Linked DNA regions of Sus scrofa: region 1 is linked to region 2. A link is a contact called in public HiChIP or PLAC-seq data. All regions are on one chromosome and are shown on one strand. The core of a region is the stretch at or near the end of the contact, and the rest is flanking DNA. Distances in the headings are between cores, read along the strand shown.

Evidence for each region. HiChIP or PLAC-seq counts read pairs in DNA pulled down with a chosen protein or histone mark.
Region 1: an H3K27ac HiChIP or PLAC-seq map of alveolar macrophages shows a contact between it and region 2. The contact joins the promoter of PPM1J here to the promoter of LRIG2 in region 2. A contact is called at or near these places in 1 of 47 Hi-C or Micro-C datasets (embryonic fibroblasts) and 1 of 2 datasets of contacts at active chromatin or transcription factors (alveolar macrophages).

Annotation. Positions count from the first base shown.
Region 1 is chr4:107,721,075-107,726,494 of Sscrofa11.1, forward strand. PPM1J (protein phosphatase 1J) reads left to right here and starts at 2,353. Exons shown (of 10, transcript XM_021090759.1): 1 at 2,353-2,719; 2 at 4,035-4,149; 3 at 4,821-4,898; 4 at 5,198-5,310. The coding sequence starts at 2,394.
Region 2 is chr4:107,509,855-107,515,752 of Sscrofa11.1, forward strand. It overlaps LRIG2 (leucine-rich repeats and immunoglobulin-like domains protein 2), which reads right to left and starts at 1,454. Exons shown (of 18, transcript XM_021090738.1): 1 at 1,347-1,454. It also overlaps a transcript of SLC16A1 not described here.

The DNA.
Region 1 (5,420 bases), core at 1,103-3,602, 210 kb after region 2:
TTCGGTGCTACCTCAGGATGAATAGAGGTGGTGACCTCACCAGGTTCTGAGGCAGTCTGAGGATGGAGGAGGTATGATGAAGCCAGGAATAGGAGGTGAGAAGTTTAGAGAGAAGGGAGCCTTGGGATTTGCGTATGGTACTGGGTCTATTCTGGAGCCCAAGTGAGCTGTTAATATCCGTGGTGACTATCTGGTGCTGGAACGAGGAAGTCTCTGGGCCCTAGCTCTGTGGCCCACTTTCGGTCACACTATGATGGGTGTTGTAAGGAGTAGGGATTAGGGAGCGGAGTGACATGGAGAAGTGGTAAGCAAACTGTCCCAGAAACACTGAATAATAAAAATAGCCAGGATGTTATATATTTTTTTCTTCTGTCTCTGGCTTGCTGCTGCTGTTTATGCCACTTATCTGTGAGCTGGTTCCAGGGCTTTTCTCAAACAAGAGGGAAATACCCATAGCAGCAAGCAGCATTTTTTTTTTTTTTTGGTCTTTTGTCTTTTTAGGGCTGCACCCACGGCATATGGAGGTTCCCAGGCTAGGGATCTAATCGGAGCTGTAGCTGCAGGCCTATGCCAGAGCCACAGCAACGCCAGATCCGAGCCGCTTCTGCTTACCTACACCACAGTTCACGGCAATGCTGGATCCTTAACCCACTGAGCAAGGCCAGAGATCGAACCCACATCCTCATGGATACTAGTTGAGCTCCTTAACCACTGAGCCATGACGGGAACTCCAGCAGCATATTCTTTATCTCCCTATCTGCCTGGCCGTTCTATGTGCCTTTGGGTCTGATCTTTTTTTTTTCTTTTTTTTTCCTTTTTTGTGACTTCTTTGTCTTCTCTCTGCCCAGAGTCGAGTCATAATTATAGAAGTCTGCAGACCTGAATGACTATTGTGAAATTTTTATTTGGAAGCGGTCTAGCCAGGAGCAGGGAGAGTCGTGTTCAGGAAGCATCCAGCTGACAGTCCAGAGGTGGAGTCCCCACTATGAACTGGGTGCCAGTGGTTCCTGAGGGCTACCTTCGACTTGCATTAGGGCCATAGGGCCTTGTCCCCATTTGAACCATGTGTGGAATAAGAGGTGTCTTTGGAGGCCTAATGATCGACTCCTAGGCTTAGGCACATAGCTCTTCAGTTCAGGGCTTCAGGTCAGTTACCACCCTCCTGGCTCAGTCAGGCTACTAGCCTGGCCTCTGTCTCCCCCCGGCGGCAGCCACAGAACCTGGATTGCTCTCAGCCTCTGGCTTAAGAGGAGGAGTATGGGAGAGGAGGGACCCCCACCCTTCTGCTGGGTATCTACCTCTTAACCCTTCCTTTCTGACCCAGACAAATCAGCTTCGTTCTTTACAATCGGCTTTGGTAGCTGGGAATTGACATAGGTATGAATTTCGCACTGACTGTTCAGTCCTGCCTCATCCCTATAAAGAACATAATAAAGGGAGTTCCCGTTGTGGCTCAGCGGTAACGAACCCGACTAGTAACCATGATGACGCGGGTTCTATCCCTGGCCTCGCTTAGTGGGTTAAGAATCATGCGTGGCCGTGAGGCGTGGTGTAGGCTGCAGACACAGCTCGGATCTGGCGTTGCTGTGGCGTAGGCCGGCAGCTGTATCTCGGATCCTACCCCTAGCCTGGGAACTTCCATATGCCGCACCTGCGGCCCTAAAAAGCAAATAAATAAGTAAATAAAAGAACATAATAAAACCCACCTTGCAGGGTTGATGCGCGGTGTAAAAGACCTAAAGTATGTAAACGCTCTCTCGGATCTATAAGTGGTCTTCAGGGAACAGCGCCCTCACGAATCCAGGAACTTATCCCCAGATCCCTTATTCAGGATGATGGGCTCCAGCTTGTCTAGTCCCCAACCCCCACACCACCCCCAGCAGCGGCTCGCTTGTCCTCGCTCTCACTCCAGCGGCCCCAGCCAGAGGTGTTATCGCACCAGGAGAGTCACACCCAGAGGTCACCGAAGCGACTGGTTTCGTTTTGAGGTCACCAGCTCCATCACCCTCTGGGTAGGCTGGCCACAAAGAACCGAGGACGAAGAGACACCACCCTCCCGTCACAATGGGGACGTTCTAGTTGATGCCTAACCTTAGAGCAAGGCTCAAATAGAGTTTCCTTTTCGCCGTCCCCTTCCTATTACAGCAGGCCCTTCTTCCCCAAAGAAACTGAGGCGGGCGAAGCCGGAATGGGGCAGGGAAGAGGCCGCAAGCTGGCAGGGCTGTTCGCGGGGTAGCGGGAGGCCGAGGAAGTTTTGCCCAGGACCGGCTCTGAGGGCCGGGAGCCAATGGCAGGGCCGGGCTGGCGGGAGCGAGCACCGCCTCCCGCGAGCCCTAGGGGGCGGGGCCTTCCTTGGGGCGGGGCCACGGCCGAGGGCGGGGCAGGGAGGCAGCATGCTAAACCGGGTGCGCTCGGCCGTGGCGCACCTGGTTAGCTCTGGGGGTGGACCGCCTCCGCGCCCCAAATCGCCGGACCTGCCCAACGCAACCTCGGCGCCGCCTGCCGCCCCTCCAGAAGCTCCCAGGAGCCCTCCGGCGAGGGCTGGGAGCGCGAGCGCGGCGCCCAGGAAGATAGCAGAGGCTCGAGCGAGCTTCTCCCGACCGACCTTTCTGCAGCTGAGCCCTGGGGGTCTGCGACGCGCCGACGACCACGCTGGCCGGGCTGTGCAAAGCCCCCCGGACACCGGCCGTCGCCTGCCTTGGAGCACGGGCTACGCCGAGTGAGCGACCCCGGGAGCACCCTACTCAGATGGGACTCCCATCCCCAAACCCCTCCCCATCTCGGCATCCTGGGCACTGGGATGCGTCCCCCTCGCCGCGCTAGGTGCCAGGAGCTTCCTTTCCCCAGGACCTTTTGCTATTCTCTGGGCTTCGGGCCGCACCCACTCCCAGCCCTTTCTCAAGTCGGGTGAGCCTTCCTTAGGACCTTCTGGCTCGCTGACTACCCTCACCCACGCCGCTTCAGGACCTTGTTCCCTTCCAGAGCCCGGAGGGTAGAGGGCCCGCGAGTGATGAGTTGGCCAGTTCTCAGTTGCGGCCCGGTAGCTTAATGACTAAGGGAGGAGAGGTTTCAAGGAGCGAGGGGCCCTTTTAATAGAGGAGGTGGTGACTGGAAAAACTCCTTGGGCTTCCCGACCCCAGCGCCCCAGTTCCCTGTTCCTTTTACCGTTCCCCTCCCCCTCCACACCCAGAAATAGCCGGCGACACCAGGCGGCCGCCGGCTTCCCCAGGAGCGGGGGAGGGGGCCTCCCAGAGAAGCGGAAGGGCCCCCTTTGAACACCCCTCGGCCGGTGGACTTGCCCTGGCTAGGCAAGAAAGTGGACCCCGGGCCAGAGCTGTCGGAGTGGCTGGAGCAGCCGGCTTGTATTTTTAATGCATCTGCTGGGAAAGCGGAGCACTGAGGGAGACGGGAGCGCTGAGGTGCTGAGGCTGGTGACTCCGTGACTCCACTCCCAGCTCCTTTAACTTCCTTTTTGGGAAGAGTTGGTGGTTATGTGGCTCCTGCGCAGTCCAGGGGGGCATCCACTCCTACCCTATTTCAATTCCTCTTTCCTGATCTGGGCTGGAGCACTTATTGCCAAAGCAGCAGAAACTTTCACTGGATGATTTTAGAATAAAGGTGGGTGTGCTCATGAGGGTGGGGTGCTGTGGACAAGGCACTAGAAGAGTTGACTGGGGGTCAGGGTGGGATATAGGGTCTTGGCAAGTCAGGAATTAAAACCTCCTTCCCTCCATCGAAGTCCTTCCGCAGCAGCAGCAGCACCACTTGGGAGGTCCCCTTAGCCAGGGACCAGGGGACTGAGGCAGGAAGGTGCTGCTGTGGCCTTTCTGTGAGGTAGTGGGGCCTGACACCCAGACAGTACTCCTTGTGCCTTGCCCTGCCTCCCTTTTCTTTCCTCTGGCCTGGTTCCCAGGTGGCTGTGACCTTTCTCAGCTTGGCCAGCAGGCTCCAGAGAGGGTATGTGTGTCTAAGGTGGGAGTTATTCCAGGACCCGGTCTGGTGTCCAACCTGATGTGGTCACTGTGGCCTGACAGGGTCATCAACGCTGGCAAGAGCCGACACAATGAGGACCAGGCTTGCTGTGAGGTGGTGTACGTGGAAGGTCGGAGGAGCGTTTCAGGGGCACCCAGAGAGCCTAGCCGAGGCCAGGTGAGCCCTTACCCCCTTTCCTAGCCTGCGTCGACACAAGTGACACCTCTCCCCAGGGATTCTAGGCATCTGGTTTTAGTCTGAGCCCTGTGAAAGACCTACCTCCTAACTCACAAGCTTTCTACCTTCTGGCACAGAACCTTTATCTGGCATTGACTGATCCGCGAGATTCTACCATGTCAGTATGAATATTCCATTTTCCGCTTAAAATGTAGATGCTCATGTATTTATTGATGATTTAAGTAACCACTAATGTTTATTTTTGCACCTTTTATCCTCTGAGTTTGACTTTTTCGATGCTTTTAGACACATATGGCCCTTGGTGAATGAGCGAATAAATATGATTCCCCTTTAATACCAAACTCTGACCTCCTCTCCGATGTTTATATGGATGCCCACACTCTTGCTCTTCTCCCTGCATAACACACACTCACTCACACATTCAACTTTTCCTCCACCAGGGACTCTGCTTCTACTACTGGGGTCTGTTCGATGGGCACGCAGGGGGTGGAGCTGCTGAAATGGCCTCTAGGCTCCTGCACCGCCACATTCGGGAGCAGCTAAAGGACCTGGTAGAGATACTCCAGGACCCCTCACCACCTCCCCTCTGCCTCCCATCCACCCCGGGGGCTCCAGGTTCCTCTGATTCTTCTCACTTGGTTGGTCCTCAGCCCTGCTGGCCTTTGCAGAAGGAAGTGACCCATGAGAGCCTGGTAGTGGGTGCCATTGAGAATGCCTTCCAGCTCATGGTAAGTGGGGGGCCAAGGTCAAGGGCCTGCCAGACCGACACTCTGATCAACTCTGTATGGGAGTCAGGTGGCCTCAGGAGGTGACCCTAAGAGCCCACGACAGCCTTGAGAGCCTGAGCAGAGCTTGGTTCAGAGGGAGGGAGAAGCGAGTGTCATAACGATGTCTTCCCCACTCTCTGCCAGTGTGGCTTGCCTGGGCAATTCATTTCTGCAGACATGGCGGGGCGGGGGGTGGGGTGGCGGCTGTGTGTCTGGAACCTCCTCTTCATCCACTTCCTCTGACCTTCCTCCTATGTCAGGATGAGCAAATGGCGAGGGAGCGGCGTGGCCACCAAGTGGAGGGGGGCTGCTGTGCACTGGTTGTGGTCTACTTACTAGGCAAAGTGTACGTGGCAAACGCAGGTGACAGCAGGTATGGGGTGGGGGCTTGGAAAATGGCTACGGGGGCGGGAATGGGGGCATAGAAAAGAGTGAGGTGGTGGGTGTTCAAAATCAAAGACTCGAGGGGTTCAGGAGGGCTCA
Region 2 (5,898 bases), core at 204-2,703:
CCATTAGTTAGGTTCACACGTGAACTAGTCCTAGTTTGTCTAACTCAACTCTCCTACCACTTACCCTGAATGCTACTACTTCCCTGATACCCTGAAGCACTGCTTTCCCAAGTCCTGGCTACCCTAAGGACCTGAAGTGCCTTCCTTCTCTGTATTTATTAAAGGTAAAAAGCAATCATTGCTTATAAGCATATCTGGCTATTCTAATTGTCCTGAACTGTCACTGAAAACTTTTGTTGTGTGAAACAGAAGCAGAGTGGGTGAGAGAAAGAAAGCACACAGGAGGAGTTTTTAGACCTTTCCCTCAACCCCCACTCCATCACAATCTAGGTTCTTCATTTGCAAAACAAAAAGCTTAAGGCCAACCGTACTGAGCAGTAGAGAGAATTAAGTGGGGAGGAGGGGAAGGGAGGCGGCAGAGGCAGGCCTGTGCTCATCAACTGCTGGTAGATTTCTACCTGCCTCCCTTCACCTCCCCAGAAATTTATAAGCGTGGGGCCTTACAAAGATTTTGGGTATTTCTCAAGTCTCGGACATCAGAGGCACTCCACGATCAGTTAATTTGATCACTTCAACTACAACATTGGGTTGGGCGGTTAACTCAGGTGAACTGCTAAGCACATACATAATCGACTCTAAAGACTTCTTAGCTGTATTTGTCCCAATCCTTCAGCGTTCATTACAAATTTGGCCTCTCTGCATTCTCATTTCCCCACGTTCCGCACACAGAGACCTTCCTGTTTCTAGCGTCCCCACCCTCAGACCTGCTCTTCTCTCCCGACTTCTGCGTTTGACACCCACCATTCAGCAAATGCTACAGACCCGGCTCTGTAGTAAGAAACTTCTCATGAAAACCACCAAAAGCCCTTATGAGGTCGCTTCTATTAGTGTTGCCATTTTAGAGCAGGAAACAGGCCCTGAGTGTTTGAGTGACTTCCCCGAGGTCCCTGAACTCAAGCAGCGAAGCCACAAGCCGCGCTCTTAACTGCTGGTCCCCGGCCTCTTGCCGGGTCCGAGGAGCACCCGCGTCCCTTCAAGCCCCGCCCGCTCCTCCACTTCCAGTCACTTCCCGGCTCCTCCGCGCGCCGCTCGCCCCCCACACCTGAGTCAGGCCCCGGGGCGCGCCCCATCCGTCCTGGGCGGTTTTCCCCTTTTCTCCGCCCGAGACTGAGGCTGAGATCTACGGTGGGGTCCCAGAAGCGAGGAGGTCACCCCGAGGTCCTCTGACGGCCAGTCCGAGGGGCGAGTCCCGCGGGGGAGCGAATACTGCAGAGGAGCACATCCCGCCGCGGAGCACGGCGACGCCATCCCCGCCGCATAGCGGGGGCGCGGCGCGCGGGTCTTACCCGGCCACCGGTCACGTGGCGAAGAGGGGGCGCCGGCGAGCGCGAGCGAGCTAGCGGGCGCGCGCCTGAGAGCTCGTGGAGGCGCGAGTCGCGGTTCCCGTGTAAGAGTAGGGGGGAGGGGGCGGCGGCCGGGAGGGCCGACTCCGCCTCCTGTGCGCATGCTCCGGCCCGAGGGTTATAAGGCAAGCCTCGCGGGCCCGGCCCGACAAAGTGCTGGAGAGCTGCGACGTGACTGGCGCGGCGCGTGGGTGCCGGGGCAAGCGAACAAGGCAGCCGGCGAAGGACGCGACCTGAATCCTGGGCCCCGCGGAACTGCAGCCGCGCCGCCGCGTCACGCTCACGCCTGGCGCCGCGAGCCGCGCATAACGGTTAGTTAGTAACGGGCCCGCCGCGCGCTCGGCGTGGACCCCGCGGTGTCCTCGCTTCCTCTGCGGGGTCGGGGGGAGCGGAGAGCTTGGTCCTCCGGAAAGGAGGGGGCGGCCGGGCGGGGGCACCGTGGCCGCAGCAGCCACGTGGCCACGGAGCGCAGCCTTGGTGAAGGAGACCTTGGGACGCTGAGGACGGCGCCTCTCCCGGCAGAGCTGTGGCCCCGTTGTCAGGTGCCGGTCACCGACCTGACCGAGGAGTTGGGTGGTGCTGCCGGTGACCTTGGGGAAGTCGCTTCCCCTCTAGTCTTCAGTAGGTCCTTCAGGAGATGCTTTTTGATCTGGAAATGGGACGACGTGGGGCTGATTCACGTGGTGCCTCCAGATTGCTGGCGGCGTTCTCCAAGAGAAGGGACCCGGGGCTGGAGTAATTTTGGACTCGTGGCATGCCCGCCCCAACCTCCTCTGCCAGCCAATCCTTGTCCCACCTGGTGACCTGCGGTAGTGGCTTGGGGGACCTGCAGTCCCCGCAGCCTGGGCGTGACTGCAGGGCTTCGAGTGGACTTTGCCGAGGGGACGGTGCCACTGGCAGACGCCCGGAGTGGTGCTGACGGGAACTCTTTGTCATTCAACCTGTGGCTGCAGAACGTCCGCCGCAGCGCCCTCGCTCTGGGGTTTTAAGACGGCCCTGTCCAGAGGAATCTGAAGCATAGCGTTACACTTGGTCTGATGCGCGCTTTTTGTTGCAAATACATCCCTTTTTTCCCCACGTGCATTTTAACATTTCATTTCTTTGTCATGACTTATTTGGTGCGACAGGCTGTTGCCAAAACTAGTTGGTAATTAATCTTAACCAAAAAAAAAAAAAAATTACTACTTCAGCCGAGTTGCCAGTGTCTGCATATAAATCTAGGCATCCATTGGTAACAGGGAAATGTTAAGTACTTTGTTCATAACTAGGTTTGAATTTTTTTTTTCCAAGAACTATTCTGATTTTGAAATAAACTGTGTACACTTCAGTGCCTTGATAAAACGGTTGTGAGATTAGTTACTGGAGGAAAGTCCGTGATAGGGTGAGCTCTGAATTGTGTGAGAGTTTGGAAGTGTGTGAGTAGGAATTAGCTGTAAATAAACAATTTTGGTATCAGCTACCAGCCCAGTGAGGTGAAGCAGAGAGTATTTTAGTTTAGTTTTTTAGGCATTGAATACTCCCATAAATCTAAGTCTTACGCCCTGAGGTACAATTTACCTTTAAATTGTCATGTAAATAGTAAAGAATTTAAGATATCTAGCCCTTAAAACAAGTACTGGATAAGTATTATTTAAATGCTGAAGTTACTTCAGTAATTAATTCAGGGATTAGATAGATGCTGTTCTTTCTTTGGATTGCAGTGACCCTTGATAAAAATGCAAGTTAATGGTCTGGGGAGCATTATGCGAGTTTTTTTTTTTATAGCTGAATGGGTTTAAAGGTTTAGTTTTAGGCTTAACATAATAGGCTGTAACATACCTAAACAGATTAAAAAGGAAAAAAGATCATGCCACCATAGGATGAACCAAGTGACCAGTGTTTCAAGAGTTTACATATCTTTTGGCCTTTTATATATTAATGCATGTAACTCTGGAAAGGATCTTCATGCCCAGCTAGTCACTTTCCCTTATTTTACAGATTAGAAAACTAAGGCTGTAGAAGTTAAGTGACTTCTCAACTTTTTAATGATTGGATGGGAATTATGTGTGGTTTTTTTTTTCCCATATTAAAAAATTTTATTGAAGTAGAATTGATTTACAAGTTGTGATCATTTCTGCTATACAACAAAGTGATTCAGTTACACATATACACACATCCATTCTTTTTCAGATTCTTTTCCCATATAGATTATCATATTATATTATAGAATATTGATTGCGTAGAGTTCCCTGTGCTGACAGCAGGTCCCCACTAGCCAGGCATTCAGTATACAGCGTACATGTACCAAGCTCAAATCCCCAGTCCACCCCTTCTCCCACCCCACCTGTCTCCTTTGGTAACCATAAGTTTGTTTAAAGTCTGTGAGTCTGTTCTGCAATAAATTCATTTCTATCTTTTTTTTTAGATTCCACATATAAGTGGTATCATGTGATTGTTTTTCACTGTCTAACTTCACTTAGTGTCTCTAGGTCCTGTCCATGTTGCTGCAAATATGTGTGTTTTTTGACTCCCATTTAATGAGTTTGGCACTCTTGAGATTTCTTTAAAATTTTATATATATATGAATTATCTCACACCAAAAACATTTGTTTTAAATCATAACTTCCTAACTTCTTATATCCTTCATTCCTACTGGATTTTCTATCCACTTCATAATATGCATTCCTCTGCAGGATTTAGGTCCATGTAAATATCTGTGGGGCCAGTCTGGTTTTGTCATCGAAAAGGACCAGGAGAATGGGACTTGATTTGGTATTGGCTACCATGCACTATGAGAGACCTAGGATTCAGCAATAGAAGTTCTAGCCCTATCACTCCTGGAGTATATAGTCTAACTGGAAAACAGTGTATATCATTTCCACAATAAGTACTCTACAGACAAGTAAACCTTTATTCCACAGGTTCCTATGGGAACAAATACTCTATTACGTAGGTGTGAGAAGACACCCAACTTAGTATAGGAGCAATCTGGGTAGGCCTCTCCAGGAAATGCTGTTTAACCTGAGACTTGAAGGATGAATAGGAGCTACCTATTCACTAGGGAGTGATAGTGGAAAGAGCATTCTAGACGTAAGTATTGAAGTTATAGTTGGAGTACAGGGTACATTGGAAAAACTTAAAAAATTGTCATTGGGAGTTCCCGTCCTGGCTCAGTGGTTAACGAATCTGACTAGGAACCATGAGGTTGCGGGTTCGATTCCTGGCCTTGCTCAGTGGGTTAAGAATCTGGTGTTGCCGTGAGCTGTGGTGTAGGTTGCAAATCCGGCTCAGATCCCGCGTTGCTGTGGCCCTGGTATAGGCTGGCAGCTAGAGCTCCAATTCGACCCCTAGCTTGGGAACCTCCATATGCCACGGGAGCGGCCCTAGAAATGGCAAAAAGACCAAAAAAAAAAAAAATTTCATTAAAGCTACAGCTTAGAGAGCAGAGAGAATGAGGGAAGTTGGAGAGGTAGACAATATCAGATAATGAAAGGCCTTATTAGTCATATCAAGGAAATAGGGAAGGGATTAGATTAAAAAAAAGATTTAAGGAAGTGCTCTTGTGTTGAAGCTAAATGAAGCAATTTGAAGGTTTTAAATGGGGCTGCAAATAGCATGATCAGATTTTAGGAACACCACTCTGGATACAGTGTGGAGAATAGGTTGGAAAGAGGCTCTTGGAATTGTGTGAGACCACAGTGATGGACAAGATGGCCAGAGGTGGGAGTATGAAAAAGAGTGGAACAGACAGAACTCAGTGGTAGACCTGATGTGGAGACTGGGGAAGCCAGAGGAATTTAAAGTATCTCCCAATTTCTAGCTTGAGCAAATACAGTTTATTATTTGTGTCCATTTAACTAATGCGGCCATTAAGAAGTTGTGTGACTAGCCCAGGGCTGTTCAACTTGTAAAGGTTCGAAACAAAACTCAAATCTATTCTTGTCCAGTAATATTTTGCTCTTATCAGTAGTGATTTTTTTTTCCCTTTTCTAAACAGTTATGGAAAGTTACAAACCCAATTGAGAGCCATTACTGTCTCATCTAAATCCTACCTACTCCCCCTAACCCCTACTGGTTTATTATGAAGCAAATCAGTTATGTAAGTATTTTATCTGTAAACATTTCTGTATATCTCTAGAAAATATGACTTTTAAAAATTGTAACTGCAATACCATCATCCCACCTTTAAAAATTAACATCACCAAAAAACCAGGCAGCATTCAAATTTTCCTTGTTTCAGAAATAATTGGTTTGTTTGATTTGGGATCAAGACAGGGTCACACATTACATGGTTGGTTTGTCTTTTAATCTACAGGTTCTTCTTTTCTTACTTTCCTCATAATTTATTTGTTGAAGGAACTAAGTTATTTTTTCCACATTTTCCCTCATTTTGGATTTTGTTGAATGTGTTCCTCTGGTATAGTTTAACATGTGCTTCTATTCCTTGTATTTTCTGTAAATTGGTAGCAAAATTGAGGACTTTGAGCAAGCTTAGATAACCTCAGGTTTGATTTCT